Linked DNA regions of Drosophila melanogaster: all the other regions are linked to region 3. Evidence: chromatin contacts called from public Hi-C data. All regions are on one chromosome and are shown on one strand. The core of a region is the stretch at or near the end of the contact, and the rest is flanking DNA. Distances in the headings are between cores, read along the strand shown.

Region 1 (2,806 bases), core at 253-2,752, 320 kb before region 3:
GTTCCATTTTGATTGGCTTGTTCTTCGGCGATTCGGGCAGCAATGCCACCAAGCAAATTTCCAATGTCGGCATGATCATGATCCATTGCGTATATCTCTGGTACACCACCATTATGCCGGGCATATTGAGATGTAAGTCGGAATGGGGGAGTGCATACTATGTGCCTCTTTCTACAATATAATATGATGCGTGTTACAGATCCCGCCGAAATAGAGATCATCAGAAAGGAGACCTTCAACAACTGGTACAAATTGCGAACCTATTACCTTGCCACCATCATCACATCCACACCAGTCCATGTGAGTCTGCAATCCTGTGGATTCCTGAAAAAACCTATCCACACGTACATACTTATATTTTCTCACATATATTATATTTTTTCAGATCATCTTCTCGACGGTGTATATAACGATAGGATATCTGATGACCGATCAGCCCGTGGAAATGGATCGATTTGTTAAGTACCTACTAAGTGCGGTGGTGGTCACGATCTGTGCGGATGGTCTGGGCGTCTTTCTGGGCACCGTGCTGAATCCAGTGGTAAGTGCAGAGCTCTTTAACCAAATGCTAGAATCCTTTGTCACCACAAAAACTTAATTTGCAGAATGGAACTTTCGTTGGCGCCGTTTCGACGTCATGTATGCTAATGTTCTCCGGCTTCCTCATCCTGCTGAATCACATTCCGGCTGCCATGCGATTCATGGCCTATATATCGCCACTTCGCTACGCCCTCGAAAACATGGTGATCTCGCTGTACGGCAATCAGCGTGGCCAGTTGATCTGCCCGCCCACGGAGTTCTATTGCCACTTCAAGTGAGTGAAAGCATAAGCAAGCTGCAAATATTCAAAGTACTCATTTATTATCGTTTTCGATTAGGAACGCTGTGACTGTGCTGCGACAATTTGGTATGGAGGACGGCGACTTTGGTCACAACATTCTCATGATCCTCATCCAAATAGCGATATTCAAGGTTCTGTCCTACTTTACGCTGAAGCACAAGATCAAGACGAACTGATGGGGGGGGGGGGGGGGCTTTTAGTATTCGGCTTAATTTGAATCGAATGTGATTTTATGTTACTTATGTATGTATGTATATCGCTTAGTTGCAAGTAAACCCAATCTTTTATATACCGGCGTGTGATACTTTAACAAATGCAACGGACCATTGCAATATGCGAGTGCCAACTGTTGCGGCAACCTCTAAGCATAGCGAATCATAGTTTTTATACTGTTTATGTATGGATAACTAACCTTTATATATGTATGTACGTGTAGTTATTTGTCTAGTTAACCTAATTGTAAGCGAGACCTGTATGAACAAACAAAATAAACAAGAAGCTTAAGCAAATGAGTAGCGCATTTATTTTTATGGCACAAAATGCGATTCCAATCTGGGGCTTAATGTTAATATGTTAATATAAAAGTCATTTCAAATTTTTAAAAATCCGTTACGAAAATTCCAAACTTTACGTCAATCGTTACGTCAGTCATGTAGTGCTGCTCTTATTTGCGTTGCCCTTGCTTTTCGTCATCTGGCAGCACTGTAAGGGTATGTTAATTTCATTGATGTGGCAGCACTAGCGCATTGCAGAAAATTTCTTTGCTTGCAAAACAATAATAATAAGCTTTCCTTATTTTAAACGAATAACAATAGAAAACCAACGACGAGAAGCAGCATAAAAGAAAACAGAAAACATGTTTCGATCAAGTTTCGACAAAAACTTAGGTAAGAAGCACCAAAGTCAAGGAAATAAACCAATAAGAAAAAATGACTCATCGAAAAACAAAAAAAACAAGGAAGAAGAATTCAGAAGTAACAATAAAAAGGCGATTGAACTCCAAAACAATTGAAGATTTTGATAAACACACAAAGGTCTAACAATTACGCACTTTCCACTCGCAGAAAATGCCACCAGTCACTTGCGTCTGGAGCCCGACTGGCCATCAATTCTTCTGATTTGCGATGAAATCAACCAGAAAGATGTCACGTAAGTTTCGGCGATTCCAGATTTATTATTTTAATCAAAAAACCAGTCCCAAGAATGCCTTTGCCGCCATCAAGAAGAAGATGAACTCGCCCAACCCGCACTCCTCCTGCTATTCCCTCCTGGTCCTCGAGAGCATCGTCAAGAACTGCGGCGCACCCGTTCACGAGGAGGTGTTCACCAAGGAGAACTGCGAGATGTTCAGCAGTTTCCTCGAGTCGACGCCCCACGAGAACGTGCGCCAGAAGATGCTGGAGCTGGTGCAGACCTGGGCGTACGCCTTCCGCTCCTCGGACAAGTACCAGGCCATCAAGGTAGGATTGGCAGCTCCATCTAAAGGGATCTTTACCATGCGATTGATGCACTTTGAAAAAGATTGTGGGTTTCTCTATACTTTTGCATTGAATATAACACTTTGCATCAGCCCAGCGCACACTTAGTTCAAAATCCGGCCCTGCGCTTTGCCATTAATTTAATTAGTAGGAAACAACTGTTTGCTGCGTAGCAAAACCCAGTGAAATGTCATCAGTTGAATAGAAATGAGCTCGGAGGAGGAACTTAGCATTGAGGAGGAATCCCTTGTAGACTCACGCCACATAACTACAGCTAACTTTACTAACAATCCCATTCTCTGCAGGACACCATGACCATCCTGAAGGCGAAGGGGCACACTTTCCCCGAACTTCGGGAGGCAGATGCCATGTTCACGGCGGACACGGCGCCCAACTGGGCAGATGGCAGGGTATGCCATCGCTGTCGCGTGGAGTTCACCTTCACCAACCGGAAGCACCACTGCCGGAACTGCGGCCAGGTCTTCTG
Region 2 (3,284 bases), core at 783-3,282, 300 kb after region 3:
TACTAATTTTTGAGTCTGTCCTACGTTTCGATATCTTTTGAAGGCAATTTTTCTTCTTTACAAATTATATTGTACTTATCAAGGAGTTGGATCAACAATGAAATTTTCTATACCTTTTTTTAAGTACTTGAAATTAAAGTTGACAATAAAATATTTGTTGGTCTGCGAGCCTTTAATAGGGTACAATTAAAACAAATTAAGTCTCTAGAAGATTCGCTTCATAATTTCTTCTTAATGCTGTTAGGCAAATGCCCGCTTTCCAATCTTATCAGTCATTAAACTCGAGGGTAACCGCTGCGTATACGCAATTTGAATGCGTATACGAACCGTGTGTGCGTGCAATCCGCGGATACGATTGTGTGCGTGGGTGGCCAGAGGGCGGTAAGGGGAAAACGAGGGAGGAGGAGATTACACTTAGAACTTGGAACGATAATACAATTATAAGCCTTAAAATGTGTCACCTGCGCTGGGTCGTTGACCAAATCAGATGGAAAATAACGCACAATTGCATATTAGGCCTAAATAATGATGATTGTTCAGTTTGCAGCGAAATTATTAAGTTTATTGTGTTGCCATAAACTTGGAGCGAATAAGTCGCCAAGTTGCCGCTATGTTTTTTTCTCGTTTTCGGTGCGTAGCTCTCGGCTCTCTATAAAAAAAATTATTTTTTCCTGTTGCTGTGTTGGTGGTTTTACTGTTGTTACTGTTTTTTATTTATACGCACAATGTGCAAAATGTGCGAGACACCCATACAGTGGCACCAATTCACGCACACGCACTTGCTCTTAACCTTGAAAAAACACACAGCCAATTTGTTGTTGCTCTCGACTTCTGGTGGCTTTCTTTTTGTTTTTGTTTCGTTTTTTTTACTGAACTTTGTTTTTGTTCTACCGCTGATAAGATTCTTATTTTCTTTCTTTTTCTCCTTAATTTGCTCTTTTCTTCTTCTGATGTGTGCTAGTGCGTATGGTGGGCCATTTTTCTAAGTGTACGTGTGAGCGTACGGCAAATATTGAATTTCTAGACAAATTTTATTAAGCGATGTCGGAATGTGAATAGTTTCTTGGTCTTTCATTTTGTATGTTATTTGCTAAATTTTCTATTAATTTAATTTCTTAGTCGACTATATACACGTATGTGTATTATATACAGCTGTGTTGAAAATTGTAGCCAGTTAAGAAGGCAAGGTTGAAGATTGCAGTTTTTTATAACAATGTAGCCTAGTTGTATTTAAGGCCAATATAAAATCCATATATGTATGTATATAATATATACTTACTTCCCTACATCGAAGAACCGTTGAAAAGGCCCCCAAATTTTGCACGAATTGTTCCTGATTTTTATGCGGTTTAATGAACTTGAACTCTTATCAGTCAGGTTGGCTTTCTTGATATTGCCCAGGAGAGAGCTGTAATGCAACAAAAGAAGCGGAATAAACAAAGTCGGTGATCTTACTCATGCCATTCGGCGTCATGTGAATTTATTTTAGGATTTTGAACTTGGTTGAGTTGGGAAATAAAGCAGGGCTATCGAAATTGGGTCGCCATTTCTTTTGCTAGACTTTGTCGCTTTGGATATACGATTACTTAGGATAAATATAAAAAATCGACTTTATTTTAAAGTTTACATCATCTATTGCACATATACTTTATAAGCTTAAAAATTGTACTTTACGTTACTCAAGATTTATCAACAAGACGATCGCAATACGTAAGTTATAACATTAAAGTTACATGCCTATAAGTATGCAAATATTTTGTCAGCGTTTGTGTATATATATGGCATATACGTCTTTAGCTTTAAAATGCGTCTTTAAATAATTGTAATTTACGATCGCAATACGTAAGTTATAACATTAAAGTTACATGCCTATAAGTATGCAAATATTTTGTCAGCGTTTGTGTATATATATGGCATATACGTCTTTAGCTTTAAAATGCGTCTTTAAATAATTGTAATTTACGAAGGATTCAAAATTTTTAAGAAAATACCTCTGCCCAATACGTCAGATCACATGTTCATGGAGAAATCATTTTCCAACCACCCACTCAGTTTGTAGCAGTACAAACACCCCATTACACATTTATCACTAAACATTCAAAGAATTTTCCAAACTTTTACTCTGTTTTAAACACGATGACGTCCATGCTGAATACCCCGATAGTCTCCATCTTCGATTTGATGGTGGAACGTCACATCAGGCTGCGCAGGGAACTGAATGGAAATCTTCCGCCAGTTCGTCGGCCTAAAGCAGCACGTGGAGCTGCCGACGGAAAGAAACCTTTCAAATACAAACCAAGTCCGATGGAGTTTCCCTTGCCAGAAACACTGGAATTGATGTCTCCGCCAGCGGCAAATGCCATTACTGCCGCGCATTTGACCCAGAAACACACTTTCCTTAAGATCCAGCCACCGAGCGAGAAGAACGCAATTAAGAAGCTGGTGGAGAAGATGTCCCATGGACGAGGCAAGACCAAGACCGTGTCGCCAAGGCACTCCCTGTCCAGCAAGAAGACCAGTGCCAATTCCTCCAAGACGGTCGTCATTCAGCCTCGCAAAAGGAAAGTAGCCGGGCAGGGATCATTCCGTGCTCAGCCAAAGCTCGGCAAGACCAGTTCCACTCAGTTGAAGCGACAACCCCTCTCTCCCAGAAGGGCAGAATCTACAGCTAAGGATGCCAGTACGCTGAGCAAGACGAAGACCAAGAAGAGTTCGCCTGAAAAGTCGGGTGCACAGATGCGAAATACCAGGTCTGCAGATCGACTCGGCAATGCAGAGATTCCGGTCTCAAAACGATGGCGTCTTTAGAAGCGATAGATATACCAGTAGATTTTCATTCATTCAAGCTAATCAAATTTGCACCAAGTAATCAACAACTTTAATCACAGTGATCCCTCCATGTGATGGACCGCACTGAATCCCACATGAAGGCGATCCAAATTGAAAATGTACTTAAATATGGATTGTCTAGTTTATATACACATGAATAAAAATGTCATGAAATGAAATAAAGGCGTTATTTTTTTATTTTATTTATTCGGTTTTATAATAAATTAGAATTTTCATTGCTGCAGCTTAACATTCGGTCTCTTATTCTTGTATGTTCTGTTTAATAAGCCTAAATTGTGACACAAATCGTAAGCCAATTTAGCTAGGGCCCAAATTAATTTGACAAGAGTTAGTTTTTAGCGTGGTATTAACCAACTTAAAAATTTTGTTAGCTTAGATCTAAATGTATTTTTCTTAATTATTCCGGTTTAGTTTTCTCTTCACATTCAATTCGC
Region 3 (2,819 bases), core at 79-2,578:
CCGAGCACAATGCGATTATGGCCCAGGACTATGGCCTCAAGGAGGTAAGTGCCTATAAAACCTATCTATAGCATTATTTAATGACCATTTCCCTCCAATCCTTGCAGATTTGCAGTGCCCAGATCGACATGCATGTGGTGGAGGGTACACACAGGACCTTCCTCAAGGAGCCGCACACTCTACAGATCATCGAGCGCGTCCTGCGGAAGCGTCCCTAGTGGAAGGGAAGTAGTTCGTACGATTATGCTGATGAATTATCCTGTAGAACTTAATGTACATATACCCTAATCCTATCAATACACGTAGCAATCGCGCATTGATTGTTTAAGAATAATGAACGCATTCAGTACGGTCGAACTTCACTAATCAGAACATTGTCTAATACAAGATAATTTTCCAAATGTATACTATCGCGAGGCATTTCTCACAAAGTAATTGGCTTATAAACGATCGGAGAAGTTCGCTCGTGTTTCCAGTTTTACTCGCGTGGTACTCGCATGATTTCCACGATGAATCACTACGATCCGAACATTCTGACCCGTGCTGGCTGGCTTTATTGACCCGACTTCGGCGTACCTTTCCATAATTGATAATGCCGCCCACTCTATCGCGCTAGTGATCTCGCCAGACGATTAATAATCGACGAAAAAGTGGTCCGACTATGGCGGGCAAATCAAAATTTCTACATCTCCGTCACGCACACAACAGCTGACCACTTATCGCTGTTAATGCGAATTTAAGCGCCGCACAGAGTCCAGCAACAATAACAGAAGTTTACACCAATAACAGTGGCTTTGGAAATCCGAATTAAAAACACCCTGCTGCTGAAAAAATTTTACGCAGTCTGCTTAAACTAGGACCTTTTTGAAATAATAACTAATTCAATTCGGTTAATTAAATAAGAATTTTCCTTTTTGACACTAGCAATAATATTTATACATATTTTCATTGAACCCACATATGTTTTAATAGGTGCTATAAATATTAAAAACCATTCAATCTAATTGATCAATAACCAATCACTTTTAAGCTTAATAAGCGAAAAGTACAAGTAATGGATTTCAGGTAGATTGTGAATGATCAAATGAAATCGTAGATCCGTGAGTAGATCGCCGGTAAACAGCGGCTTATCAATCAGGTCTACGAGGTAAGGTCGAGGATGTCAGCCCAAGCGGCGGACCGAATTCGAAGTACCCTCTGTAGGGGAAGGGCATCGTGCTACGGTTAACTTTTAACAGCGCGAGAGAGCAGCGCAGCGAGAAGCTCTCCAAAAGCTCTTCTTGGAGGCGGCGGGCGTCATATAAAAAGGCCGGCGCTCACCTGATTCTCGCATTTCCGTTCGTCGCAGCATTCCGTCGTTGTCGTGGTTTTACAAGCCGGTACGCTACGTTTGAATCCCAAAGAACATAACTGTGTGTGGCAGAGTAATTTTCAAAAACTAATAGCTACTAACTAAGCTAATAACGGCAGTCAACGGAGAACTTCGAGTCGAAAGCAGTTTCAGTTTCTGGATTATAACGGTTTCCCCATTCAGTCAGGACCAACTGTAAAGGAACACCCCCCACGAAACTGAATTCGAATCCTCCGCGCAGCCCTCCGCCCGCTCCACTCCAAGAACTCGAAAAACAGCTGTCGAGGAATCGCCTGATTTCTAGGTATGTACAAAAAATGGCAGCCGCAGGAATAAAACAGCCCCTGTTCAAATTTGCGTGTGTGTGTGTGCTGGTGTGCTGAGGAGAAAATGAAAACGAAATTTTCGCTGGACAAAAAGTGAATTGCTAACGAAAATAAGAAAAAAAGCAGAAACAACGGAAAAGTGTGAAAAAAATAGGAGAAAAATGGTTAGATCGAGCGTCTCCAAGTGATCATTCGTCAAGTCGACTAAAAATACGAATTACTAAGTTCGCACTTGCTCTCCAGTGCTTTTGACCTTTAGGACCCATAGAAGTGTTGTTCTACTACTCCAAACGCCCCCCAAAACAGCAGTTCCTGCTGCGCTGAGACACCAAATTACACGCTAATTGCAAGATGTGCGGGCGGCGGTGGGGGGAAGTCCAAGTCCCAGTCTCCTCTCGTCTGCTCCATATAGTAGGGGCTTCGCGATAGGGTTTCCCTTTCTAATTGCCATGCAAGAGCTGCTTAATTTCTACGATTTCCTTGGCAGACATCGTTATAGTCCTTTTGCAATTCGGAAATCCTTGCTAAATATTCCCATGTAAATAAGTCCAGTGCCATTTTTGCAACGAACCCAAACCTTCTGAAATGACAAATCCAACAATTTTCCGGTTGCGTGTGCCATTTTCATTATTTTACAACCATGCTAACTGCACAGCCATTAAGACAGTTACTAAAAATGAAATTTGAAATTGCTTTTAATACGAAAATAGGGAAATCTATCTGCGTATTTAGCTAAAGTCAAGCAAACAAACAAATATTATAAATTTTACTATTATTACATTTGAAATTGCAGTGATAAATGTTGCAATAACAATAAGTTGTTTGCTTAAATACAAAATCAAATTCAAAAGTTAAGCACCTAAAGTAAAATACTTTTCAGAAATTGCTTAGCTCTACCAGCTGAATGCTCAAAAAGTTGAAAGTGAGTTATCAAGCGATCGCTTTGCATAAAACAACAACACCCAGCAACCCATAAAGGCGGCCACACGCCCCAATTCCGCAGCCAAAAACAAACAAGAATCGTGCGATTGTGTGATTGGAAAATTTCGAGTGTCTGGCTAATCTTTATCGGCTAATAGAGTCGTCGCTTCCTGAAGAACACGCGTCCGCCGCCGATCAAACATTTCCGATACAGGTGCACA

Evidence for each region. A called contact is a pair of places that touch in the nucleus more often than the background predicts.
Region 1: a Hi-C map of the Kc167 cell line shows a contact between it and region 3, with 4 times the contacts expected there. A contact is called at or near these places in 2 of 107 Hi-C or Micro-C datasets (the D17-c3 cell line and the Kc167 cell line).
Region 2: a Hi-C map of the S2 cell line shows a contact between it and region 3, with 2.0 times the contacts expected there. A contact is called at or near these places in 5 of 107 Hi-C or Micro-C datasets (the D17-c3 cell line, the Kc167 cell line, the S2 cell line and 1 more).

What each region holds. Positions count from the first base shown.
Region 1 is chr2L:2,738,484-2,741,289 of dm6, forward strand. It overlaps Hrs (Hepatocyte growth factor regulated tyrosine kinase substrate), which reads left to right and starts at 1,503. Exons shown (of 6, transcript NM_164496.1): 1 at 1,503-1,551; 2 at 1,657-1,728; 3 at 1,906-1,990; 4 at 2,037-2,301; 5 at 2,625-2,806. The coding sequence starts at 1,698. It overlaps CG31689, which reads left to right. Exons shown (of 11, transcript NM_001273025.1): 7 at 1-132; 8 at 200-300; 9 at 386-541; 10 at 606-814; 11 at 879-1,347. The coding sequence ends at 1,017.
Region 2 is chr2L:3,355,614-3,358,897 of dm6, forward strand. CG8838 reads left to right here and starts at 2,033. Exons shown (of 1, transcript NM_134925.3): 1 at 2,033-3,005. The coding sequence starts at 2,137. The coding sequence ends at 2,808. It overlaps GramD1B (GRAM domain containing 1B), which reads right to left. Exons shown (of 10, transcript NM_134926.4): 10 at 3,027-3,284.
Region 3 is chr2L:3,055,270-3,058,088 of dm6, forward strand. FASN1 (Fatty acid synthase 1) reads left to right here and starts at 1,329. Exons shown (of 6, transcript NM_134904.3): 1 at 1,329-1,655. FASN2 (Fatty acid synthase 2) reads left to right here. Exons shown (of 7, transcript NM_001273057.2): 6 at 1-44; 7 at 108-874. The coding sequence ends at 218.